2 separate regions of the Rattus norvegicus genome follow, and region 1 is linked to region 2. The links are chromatin contacts, called in public Hi-C maps. All regions are on one chromosome and are shown on one strand. The core of a region is the stretch at or near the end of the contact, and the rest is flanking DNA. Distances in the headings are between cores, read along the strand shown. Region 1 has its middle 9.4 kb from the start of C5h1orf87. Region 2 has its middle 72 kb from the start of C5h1orf87.

Evidence for each region. A called contact is a pair of places that touch in the nucleus more often than the background predicts.
Region 1: a Hi-C map of frontal cortex shows a contact between it and region 2, with 3 times the contacts expected there. The contact joins two enhancer-like sites. A contact is called at or near these places in 1 of 12 Hi-C or Micro-C datasets (frontal cortex) and 1 of 1 datasets of contacts at active chromatin or transcription factors (oligodendrocytes).

What each region holds. Positions count from the first base shown.
Region 1 is chr5:116,533,707-116,539,476 of GRCr8, reverse strand. No RefSeq gene overlaps it. Among named protein-coding and RNA genes, the nearest start is that of C5h1orf87, 9.4 kb to the right of the region's middle. Within about 2 kb of position 2,891, at least 17 of the 93 cell types and tissues checked have an H3K27ac peak or open chromatin away from gene starts, as enhancers often do.
Region 2 is chr5:116,451,920-116,457,740 of GRCr8, reverse strand. No RefSeq gene overlaps it. Among named protein-coding and RNA genes, the nearest start is that of C5h1orf87, 72 kb to the left of the region's middle. Within about 2 kb of position 3,775, at least 39 of the 93 cell types and tissues checked have an H3K27ac peak or open chromatin away from gene starts, as enhancers often do.

The DNA.
Region 1 (5,770 bases), core at 1,642-4,141, 83 kb before region 2:
ATCTTGCTACGCAGATGAGAATTAAGAAGATAGCTAAGATAATATGAGGACACCAGGTACATTTTTATTCATTATGACTGCTGTTCTTTAAGAAGAGAATATTTGAACTGAGGTAAACCAGGAACAAAAGCGCATGATAAAAAGGTATCTATTTGTAGGATGGAGAATGGATAACCAAGTCCATGCCTTGAACGCAGATTTCAAGCTTCCAGAACTGAAACAAAATTTTTTGTTTATGCCACATGCCTTGCAGGACATTGTTACGGCAGCCCTGTTAATATAATATAAACAAATATTAAACGGTACATGGAGTGTGTATTTGGAATTAAGCAACCAAAATCTTATTAAAGAGTCTGTGACATGAAATTGTCTCAATCTCCATTGCAGAGAGGGAAACCTTGAAGGAAATTGAAAATAAGAGCTCCATCTAGATGTCCATACTCATTCATGGACAGGCAAGGCATATTTATATGTAATATGCCACATATACAGAGTTATATATATATATACATAAGTAAATATACAAAAATACCCATATGCAGTGCAGACATAAGACTGAAGTCAAGTCCAGTTCAAATTCAGGCTCTCTAATGTACAGAGTAGCCAAGGTAAGATTCTTACTTTTCTAAGATCACCTGACTTATGATAAAATAGAAAATAAACAATCCCGATGGTCAATGAAGCAAGATATAATGCATTAAAGGGGTAATTGTTTTTGTCTTTAGCCTATCTTGTTTTCCACATCATGGAGAGAAAGCTCCCCGCCTCTCATATCCTTTTCAACCCCCTGCATAGTCATTGTCTCCCAGGAGGAAGAGCACTTAATGCTTATCAGGGAATGTGGTATGATGATTAATATTGTCTGCCCACATAAAAGAATCTACAACCAGACTACAGATAAACCTATGAGCATTTCTATGGGGGAGTTTCTAGTGTAGGTTTTTTGAGGTGAGAAGACAAATGTTAAACGTGGGCTAGCGTTATTCTAGCAGCAAGTTACAGGTGAAAAACACTGACCTGCATTCACTTCTCTGTTTTAGGACTGCTGACGAAATGAGGCCATCTGTCACAAATCTTGTAGTCATGATATTATGTTTATCATCGCAGATACTATCCTCAAACTGAGAGCCAAAATAAAGCCTTTCTTCCTTCCTTAAATTGTTTCAGTTAGGCATTTTGTCAACGTAACATGAAAAGTAATATCTACATTTGACAAATATACCCTTGGGAGGGAATACGGAGGAAAAGTGTAGAACAGAGGCAGAAGGAACACCCATTCAGAACCTGCCCCACATGTGGCTCATACATATACAGCCACCAAACTAGATAAGATGGATGAAGCAAAGAAGCACAGGCCGACAGGAACAGGATGTAGATCTCTCCTGAGAGACACAGCCAGAATACAGCAAATACATAGGTGAATACCAGCAGCAAACCACTGAAATGAAGGAATTAGAGAAAGGACTGGAAGAGCTTGAAGGGGCTCAAGACCACATATGAACAACAATGCCAAGCAACCAGAGCTTCCAGGGACTAAGCCACTACCCAAAGACTATACATGGACTGACCCTGGGCTCCAACCTCATAGGTAGCAATGAATAGCCTAGTAAGGACACCAGTGGAAGGAGAAGCCCTTGGTCCTGCCAAGACTGAAGCCCCAGTGAACATGATTGTTGTGGGGAGGGTGGTAATGGGGGAGGATGGGGAGGGGAACACCCATACGGAAGGGGAGGGGTTGGGGTTAGGGGAATGTTGGCCCAGAAACCAGGAAAGGGAATAAAGATCGAAATGTAAATAAGAAATACCCAAGTTAATAAAGATGGAGAAAAAAATCCCCCTTTGGTATTTTATTCTGCAGAAGCTTGTATCTCTGAGCCAAGAATCTCTTCGCTAAAACCATAGCTCATAGAAGTCTGTTCTTTAGTCTAGACCATACCCCTGGCATGAACTCACTTTTAGGGAGATCAGAAGGATCTATTTTTTTATCAGAATTGTAATCTTTAGTATTTATTGAGCAGGGACCAAGTCATTGGTGGTACTGAAGAGCAAAGTCCAATCTCTCAAGAAAATACAGAAATTACTTGGGAAGTCTGATTGTCCCAGCAAGAATGATGGATTGTTAAGTGGGTCTCTTGCCTGGGAGATGCCTAGGGCACTAAGCACCAAAGAAAAAGAAAACCTCAGTCACATGGGCACACAAATAGAAAGGATCTGTTCTGCAGAAACTGCATGGGTCCCCATAGAAACACTGGCCCTCGGCCAACACGGCAATGCTGAGAGTCCTTTGATCAGTAATTGAAGTACTACAACAAATGCTTCACACTTCTGGATGCTAGTTCCTAGGAACTAGGAATTCTAAATGGTCTGCAGTGCTCTGGACAGTCCATTAAAATGAAGAATGCCAGTACTGTCTCAAATGCAATAATAAGGCCTCACCCAGACAACAGAGACAACTATGCATCTTTTATTTCCTTTCTACCAACAGTTTCTGAGGGCCTTCATAGCAAGTCCTCAATTAGAATGGATGCATCTGATAGAACAGACATTTCCTCTTATATAGTCCAAGCTATCCTGCTAGGTATTCTGCTCATTCTCACCAACACTTCATTGTAGATTTTTCTCCTTCTCTATTTAGGATATCAAGAAAACAACTCGAGGATATTACTGTCTTGCCAGTCTCAGATGAGGGGAATATCAAGAAGAATATTACCTGCCAAGAATGTTGCTGTCTAGAGAACTTAAATACATCTCTCTTGGGAGATGACCACAACGCTGCCTTTCTTTGGACCCTCACTATGTGGAGGTCACACTGGGCCTCATGCCAATGTAGAAGATCTCCCATCACTTCTCCGTTGAGTGATGATCACCTGCTGTCTAAACAAATATTGCATGTGTTTCTGTATTTCACGGTCTCCCACATATTTTCCATAATCATTCCTTAGCAATGTGTAGACTGGGGTGCCTGAGACCTAGATTTTAGATAAACAATTTTTTCCTACTTCAGCTTTAGTCCAACTCATATAAAGCTACTCTGTTCTTTTCTCTCTACAACTCTTTCCCACCTATGACAGGAAAAAAAAATAAACCCTCTCCTGAACTCACACCATAAGGGTTACATGTCAGTTTAGTTCAGAAGGTTTATGTAAATCCCAGGTTATAATCAGACTGGAATCTCCTCTTCCACTTCTTCCAAACTGAACAAACTATATTTTCCTTTCATGTGCTGAAAACTGGCAGATTATATATGTAATAGGTGAAAAGGGGAAGGAGGAAGGTAGGCGAGCATAAGGCACATTAATGCACATCCCATCTTCTAATCATGCACTTAATGGTCAAACTCCTTTACCTGCCTGCATTCTACACACATATTTCTTTTCTAACAACTCACCGAATAACCTTGGACCCTACCTCCACTGGGCTATAACTACATTCCTCTCTGAAAAACATAATAGAATTTTTTCCCTAACAAAAATCAAACTTTGACAGTTTCTTCTCCAATATATTCCCAATATATCCAAAGCCAACCAACCTGAACTGATTTTGGGTAAGCATAAAGTAAGACAGAACTGAGTCTTCATGTGAACTTTTAAGGAGACCTTGTAGGATGTTGCTTTGATGCTGCTCATATTTAAATGCTAAATTTTGTACCCCAAGATCTGGTTGACCCCAATGAGATCTTCACATATACCAAGTGATTCTAAGTCACATTGCTCCCCAAGGTAACTGGTCAATAAAAGGTTAAACCCTAGGCTTAGACAATAGATAGAGGTAGGCAAGTTTTCAGTTAACTGGCCTGGGTTGCAGGTAAAGGCAGGAAAAAGAAAGGACAGGGAGACATGAGAAAGCTGACGTGCTAGGAGGTGGACAATGAACTCATAACCAGGAGAAACAGCAAGTAACAAGGGACATATGGTTGGGATTAAGTTAGAATAGCTCCAAAATCTGCCTGATCTAGGCTTACAGTTTATAAATAAAATACTTGAAGTGTGTGTCTTTTATGTGGGCTAGCAAGAATTTATAATTCCATTTACATACACCTCCTATTTATCGTCTTATCCCTATGAATAATTGGGTTTGCATATGATTATAATCAGATGCATTATGGGAAGGACATGCACTATAGAAAATGATAATCTTCTATCAGAAAAATCCAACCTCTTGAATCCCATAAAAAGGAGTTAAGAACAACTATCAGGATCTTTGAGGATTTTCATTTATGTGGCCCAACTTTCCGTCATGGCAGCATATTTCTGACCTGTACTATTGCTCTTTTTACATAAAGTTTTCTTGCTACTTTTGTAAGTATGGTTAAGTTCTTATGCCAGTGCTTTGAATTGTGTCAACAACACAGTCCCCTACCACCAGTAAGAGAAAGGGAAAGAGAGAGGAAGGAGAAGAGATAGAGAAAGGCTGAAGTATATAAGCAAGAAAGTCAAATATGTGTAAAACACCGGGCACACACCAGATTCTCAAGTTTAGCTAACATGTTTTACAACAATGCCATTGTTCTCAATGGCAACTTAAGAATAAAGAAACTGAGACTCAAGATCACAGTGCTATTAACTCATAGAATTGGATTCCTAGAACATATTTTCTGACCCCAGAGTCCAGGAACTTTGGTTAAAGCATGTAAACTTCGTTTTATCACATAGATGATGAAAGTACTTTGAAGTAGTATAGCAAACTATCAGACAGCAGAGGCTATGTACATGTGAATGTGGGTTCATGTTGTACACAACTCCTTTATTTTCCAAGCATTGTATCCTCTCCCAGCATGTTGTGACAAGAAAGCTGGTTGGTCATGGCTAAGGATGAAGCTTTCAGCTGAATCCAAAGGAGACGTCAAGCTGTGTGTCAGCAAAGCCCACATCACATGCAATGCACACCAATTTACACCCCTCTAGATATAATAGCAGTCAGGTTACAGATATAAGTAGGTAACTTTCTTTCAATATGTGCTGTGAGTAGATATAAACAGTAAACAACATTTCCTTCATTTGAAAGTAGTAAAGGCAACAGACGGAAAAGTCCTGTTAAGAGCCTCTTGGAAATCTTACATATCTACATTCTGTTTGCAAACACAAACTTGTTCAGAAGTTCAGAACCATAGTGACTTGTATACAACTGGAGTATGGCAGACAAGGGAACTTTTCATTAGACACTTCTCTCTGTCCAGCTACATGCATCAACTTTCCTCCTTGGTCATTAGGGAGGCAAGATTTTCTCATATTAACCACTTGTGCTGCAAGCAGAAATAATGCATACGGTTTTTATAAAACAAACAATATTTCTTAAGTTAGGTAACACTTCAACATTTTTTCCTCTTTCTACAGATGTCAAGGAAACATGAGAGAAGATGCCACGCAGTCTACTTGGACCAGACATTTGAACCACACATCAAGAATAATTGTCCTAGAGAAATGCCTGCAGTGTGAATGAAAACTTGACTTTCATTCACTTTTACTATTATGTTCACTATGCACGTGTGTGTGTGTGTGTGTGTGTGTGTGTGTGTGTGTGTGTGTGTGTGTGTGTGTGTGTGTATTTCAGAGAACAACTTCTGAAAGTCAGTTCCCTTCTTTCACTGTATGGTTCCTAGGGATTGGACTAACATCCTCAGACCTTTATGTGCTGAGCCATCTTGCAGGCTTGACTATCATTTCTATTAAGCACTGAGATGTAATATATATTGGCATATGAGATTTATTTTGTCCTGAGTAACCCGATAGATTATTTTACTCACATGTGCAATATGCATATCTCTCTGCAC
Region 2 (5,821 bases), core at 2,526-5,025:
ATGTGAGCAGTGGCTTCAGGGATATTTCTGAGAGTCCCCGAGAGAAGTTTCAGGGAAGGGCACGTGGGATTACACTTTGGAAGTGCTCTCCCAGGGCAGGAAAATCTAGTAGAGTTTTCACCAACCATGTAGTTCTATCTTTAACATGTTCTCCAGCTCTCCACCTCTTCTCTTCCCAAGCAGCCGAGAAATAGCCATAGGTTCATCTGAAGGAGCATTATCTTGAAGCTTCAGAGATAAGATGATCCCAGGACCCATGTTAATGAACCTTAAACTGGATGCTGAACATGGATAGTATAGAAGATAAGATGAATGAATTAGGTCACGTCAGGCAACAATCAAACAAAGTAGCTTCTGAGTGGGCCATATTGTCCGTTTTATAGTGTGGTGTGTTAGGACAGCACCTCACGAACAAACCTTCAAGAACAAAAGCAAAAACACCTAGATTCAGAAAAATAAACATTAATGTTGAACAACTTACCTTCTGGAACCACTAGACCTCCTTGGTAAGTCAACAGAGTAAGAATAGACATGGCTTTCTCCTCCTGACAAGGAAACAAGTAAAGAAAATGAAGGCTTTAGGATTAATAGTTCAATACGACTATTAAGTATCAGAAACTTGGCACTTTATTTCCCCAACTTTCATATCTCAGTAAGATGTCTCATGGGTCCATTTCACAGATAAACAGACAGGCTCAGAAAAATAGAGAGTATAAAAATTGTGGCTGTACTAGTCATTTGCCAGAAAGAGGTAGCTTTCTGGGGAGCCATAGATCAAGGTCTACCCTTTATCTCTGGGCAGACAGACTAGAGAGGCAGCTGGGGTGCAGAGAACTCTAAACCTGATGTGAAATTAATGAACTCAGTCAGAATCTTCAGCAGCAAAGATTTTCCCTCATTCAGGCTTTTCTAGCCAACATCCAATAGAGCTCTTGATCTAGCAGCCTCAGTAACCAGCTGATGTAAATGGACAGGGCTCTATTTACAGACGACGCTGCAATGTAGCAGGTGTTCCCAGAGCTTTGTGACTCTAACCAGTGTTTCCTTTTGTTTGGGCCAAATGGATATTTTTATATGGAGGAACACCATGACCAGATCACAACCCCCTTTCTACTCTCACCATCCAGATTATACCAAGACTATAAAAGGAACAGGCTCAAAACAGCTAAACTCCATTCACTACGCAGTAGATTTGGCAGTGACTTAATCCCCCTGAACTTGTTTCTTTGTCTATAAGAAGGAAGTAATTGGACTGCTTTGTAAGAGTGTGATAAACACTGGAAGCAATGCCATTTTTACAACTCTTTGTATGCATGAGACATAAACTCTCAGGAAATCTCAAAAAGAAAAAGAACTGAACAAATGGCCTGTGTAGATAAACAGGAGAATCGGGCCATTACCATACCAAAACAAATTTTGAAATACATTTTCTTATTCTAGGTACAAGTAGCAATTTCTTTTGAATCATTCACAGCTTTACCCCTAAGATTGTGTGTATGTGTGTATATGTGTGTAAGTGTATGTGTGTGTGTCGTGCGCCCAACGTCTCGCCAGCAAGAACGACTCGTGGCAACAGGATTCTTCTGCGAACAAACCTTTACTGTACAGCTCTCTTGAACAGGGACAGGGAACATCAAACAGCAAGAGTGCTCGCCTTATATACACAACAGTAGGCTAATAATCTCTCAGGGATTGGTGGGGCACGGGTCACCCCACTATCACCCCACTACTTGTCCTCCAGGGATTGGCGGAGAACGAATCACCTCACCAGCATGGTACCACCCCCTCATTAGCATATTACTGGCCAACTGACACCAGGTACAAAACCCGCGCATGTGCAGTACTATTGTTCACCACAGGAGGGCGCCGGATCATACAGCTGCCCTGACGAGGGGACAAGCCTGCGCATGTGTGGAAAGTTGTTTACATTCAGACAGGGCTGGCTGTTGGCGCCATCTTTGTTTTGCCGTGCCGCTCCCTACATGTGTGTATGTGCATATATATATATATGTGTGTGTGTGTGTGTGTGTGTGTGTGTGTGTGTATTGTGTTTGTATATACATATATGTGTGCCTGTGTGTATGAGTGTGTATGTGTGTGTATGCGTGTACGTATGTGCGTATTTGTGTCTGTGTATATGTGTGTGTGTACATGTGTGTATATGCATGTGTGTGGTGTGCATATTTGTGTGTTTGTGTGTTTGTGTGAATGCATGTATATGTGTATATGTGTGTGTAGTATATATGTGTGTGTATACTTGTGTGTATGTGTGTTTGTTTTGAAACAAAGGGAGACAGGAAGTGGGAGATTATGGGGAAAAGATGGATCAGTGAAGAAATGTGGGTAAATCTGATCAAAATTTGTTGTATGAAATTCTCAAAGAATTAATAAAGCATACATTATTTTAAAAAGAACAATAAAACAGACTTTACTTATAACTATGATGGTAGCATAGGGACTACTTTGAGAGATTTATACCCTAGAGGAGAGATACTGGACCAACTTCAATATGGCAAAGGGAAATGGGAACTTGTAGTCAATGTTCAACAAAATTAGGGTCAGGCCACATGAACTCAGACTACATGATCACAGGATGGTTAGAATTTAGCCAAGAAGAAAATCTTGGCCTGGGGGTTGTCTTTATGCTTGTCTGTTTGCATGTGCGTGTATTATGAGAGTAATTACTCATTACTTTTGTCTGAGTAAAAATTAAGGAAATAAAACTTAAATTCATAGAGAAGATTATTTATTAAGGTAACAATATGACAGTAGAGGTTATATGAGGTCTGCTATGAAACAAACATATTGACATCAATAGTAATATGTTATGACGTTATTATGCTTCAGATTGTCATCGTGGCATTTGCTATTCTCTATGATTTTTCAGATAGTGTCTTGTTGAATGTGCGCTGTGTGTCACTGGGGAGTTCTAATAAAGATAGAAGAGTAAAGGCCAGTGTCTCTTGATTGATAAACTTCCTAAAGCAGGACATTCCTAAGTGGGCAACATTATGCAGTAAGCTTCTTAGAGATGATGCTGTGTGTGTGTGTGTGTGTGTGTGTGTGTGTGTGTGTGTGTGTGTGTGTTGTATGCCCTAACTTTCCAAGAACCACAAAGTGTAAAGACGGGGAGAGTAAAGGATAGAGGCATTTTCTCAGCAAGAGCAGACTTTCTCACACCATATAGCCTTGAGCAATTACGTTTTACCAGAGCAAAACCCTTCCATTCATATTAAATGAGATACTGCATCAAAGGCTTAGCAGTGTATCTTGCATGCCACAGAGAAGTGCCACAGAGGAAACAAGTATCCTCTATTTTTATACAGTATTTCCCTTCACAACAGGCCTAATTATTGTCTTTTCCTAGGTCTTTTCCAGATACTGAAACTAGCATTTGACTCATTTTCAGAGTGCTTTCCTGATCAGCAGAAACTGCCTTTTACATTACCCTCCTGCCTGTAATTGCTTCTCCCAACTTTACAAAATAGGTTGGCATTATTATATCCATTCTACGGTTGAAAAAACTGAAGCTCGGGATACCGCTGAAATCACATTGGGTCTAACAGGCCTAGTGAGACTGACTGAGCCAGGAGTGGAAAACTTGTGTAAACTCCAAGCCCAACAATGTTATGCAGGCTGCGCTGGCAGCAAACAACTCGTACAGCATTGCCATGTGAATGGTCTGATTCTTCAGCAGGCCTGGCAGCAAATCCAAGCAAAGCCTCTTCAACTTTTTCACCAGCACCAAAGCCCAGATCCTTCATCATGTGGGTCACTGGTGAACACCTACTGAATGGAGCCCACACAGGAACATTAGCAAACCCCAGCTGCTTTCTCTCAGCTCCATACCCCTCTGAGCAAGTAACAAAGCCTTCTCCCGCCACCTGGGTGTGAGATGTTCACAAAAGCGAAAACATAAGAAGAGAGAGGAGAGTCCAGAGTTTGCTAAATGTTTTCTAACTCTTCTGAAGAATTTCCCATGATGATTAAGAGAACAGTAAGGAGGGGGTGATGCTCTAATTGGGATCAGAAACTGGAGAGCTTTGGTGCCATCTAGAGAACTGTGAACTTCTGGAAACAAGTGCGTGCCTTTCTTCTCTCCCTGTCCTCCCTGTCTTTAGGAGCCTTTCAGCTACAGTTCCAATGCTCCTTAGCAACAAAGGCGGGCTTCCCAGAGCTGGGTGCCTCAGGAATGCCAGCCCTTTCCCTCATTAGCATCGAGGGGCCTCATCTGCCTGCACAGTTGGCCAGAAACCATGCAAAAGGCAAAGTGGTTTGGGGAGGGCCCAGCATTTACCACGGCTTGTTGGAAAGTGGGAAGCTGCCACAAAAGTTTCCAAACAAAAGGCATCAATATTATTTGTGGAGCCATCAGGCTGCCTGGGACACAATATGGCTCTGGCTTGGCCACATGCTCCCACCCCAGGTTCTGAGCAAAGACTCCAGGCCTTCCCACATCACATCTTGGCCTCGGATCCTTGCAAAGTACATTGTTTCCATCCTCCCCCTCTTCTGCTTTGTTGCTCTTCAGACTCAGTTTTTCCAAAATGGACAATGGGTAGACTCCAACTGGTAGTGCGGTTGCCCAGAGGAGGACAGTTGACAAAGGGTAAATGGTCAGATGGTAGGACAATCACTAGCAGATGGTGCTTTTGGGGATAGAGTCCAGGAAAACTCATAGGCAGATTGAGCTCTGACAAAGGCCAAGGGAGATTTATCTTGTGAAGAGCAATTGGCACTTGGTACCAAGCCCTAAAGCACACACACACTGCTATCCCACACAGTTTCCTCTTTTTACAAGGGAGATTTAGACTGAGAGTCTGTCTCATCAGAATTCCAAAGTTCTGTAATCCCCAGAAGATTACAACTGAAGCTCATTTTCTGCTTTGAAGGAGCCAGCTCTAAGCAGGGATTCCTCGGGTTTCCTTGTGCTTAGACACCTTCCAAGAGTGACTTCACTATGTGTCCCTTCAGACAAGTCCAATTTTTTTTTTCCAAAAGCCATCTCTCTCCTCCCGGTGGACATAGAGAGTGTAGATTGATGATTCTGTCACCCTGTGCCTGGCCTTATTGGCAGAAGGAAAGAAGGTGTAAGGGTAAGGGAAATGGGAATCTTGTTTCTCTCCTAAAGTATTGACTCATGTTCAGGAAGTTCAAAATGTAAAGGGAGCTAGAGAAACATGTATAAATAAATGCATTAGGTTACTAGGGCTTCTACTATAATTTTAAAACTTTTTGAGACTTTCATATATGAATATTGTTTACATTCTTTCCATCACTCCTTCCCCTACAAGTCTTCTCATGGCCCCTCCCCCATTCTCTTTCTAATTCTTGGCCTTTATTGTTACATAAGCATGCATATAGACTTATATACATACATAATACATATGCATTCATTATCACACAGACAGACACGTACACACACACACACACACACACACACACACACACACACATATGTATACACCTACACTGATTCAATTTATTGTTGCTTCTATTACATGTGCTCGGGGCCGAAAATTTGGGATTGGATAACCTGCCTGGTCTGGCCTTAGTGAGAAAAGATGCGCCTAACCTTCAAAAGACTTGAGGCCCCAGGGAGTGGGTAGGCCTGGTAGAGTGGGCTGTGGAGGTGGGGTGGGGACATCTTGGAGACAGGTGGGAAAAGGAATGGGATGAGGAAATGTTGGAGGGCAGCCTTGGAGGGGCATAATGACTGGAGTGTAAAAAAAGATTAATGATAAATATTGAAGAGAGAGAGAGAGAGAGAGAGAGAGAGAGGGAGGGAGGGAGGGAGGAGGGAGAGAGAAACAGCCACTGA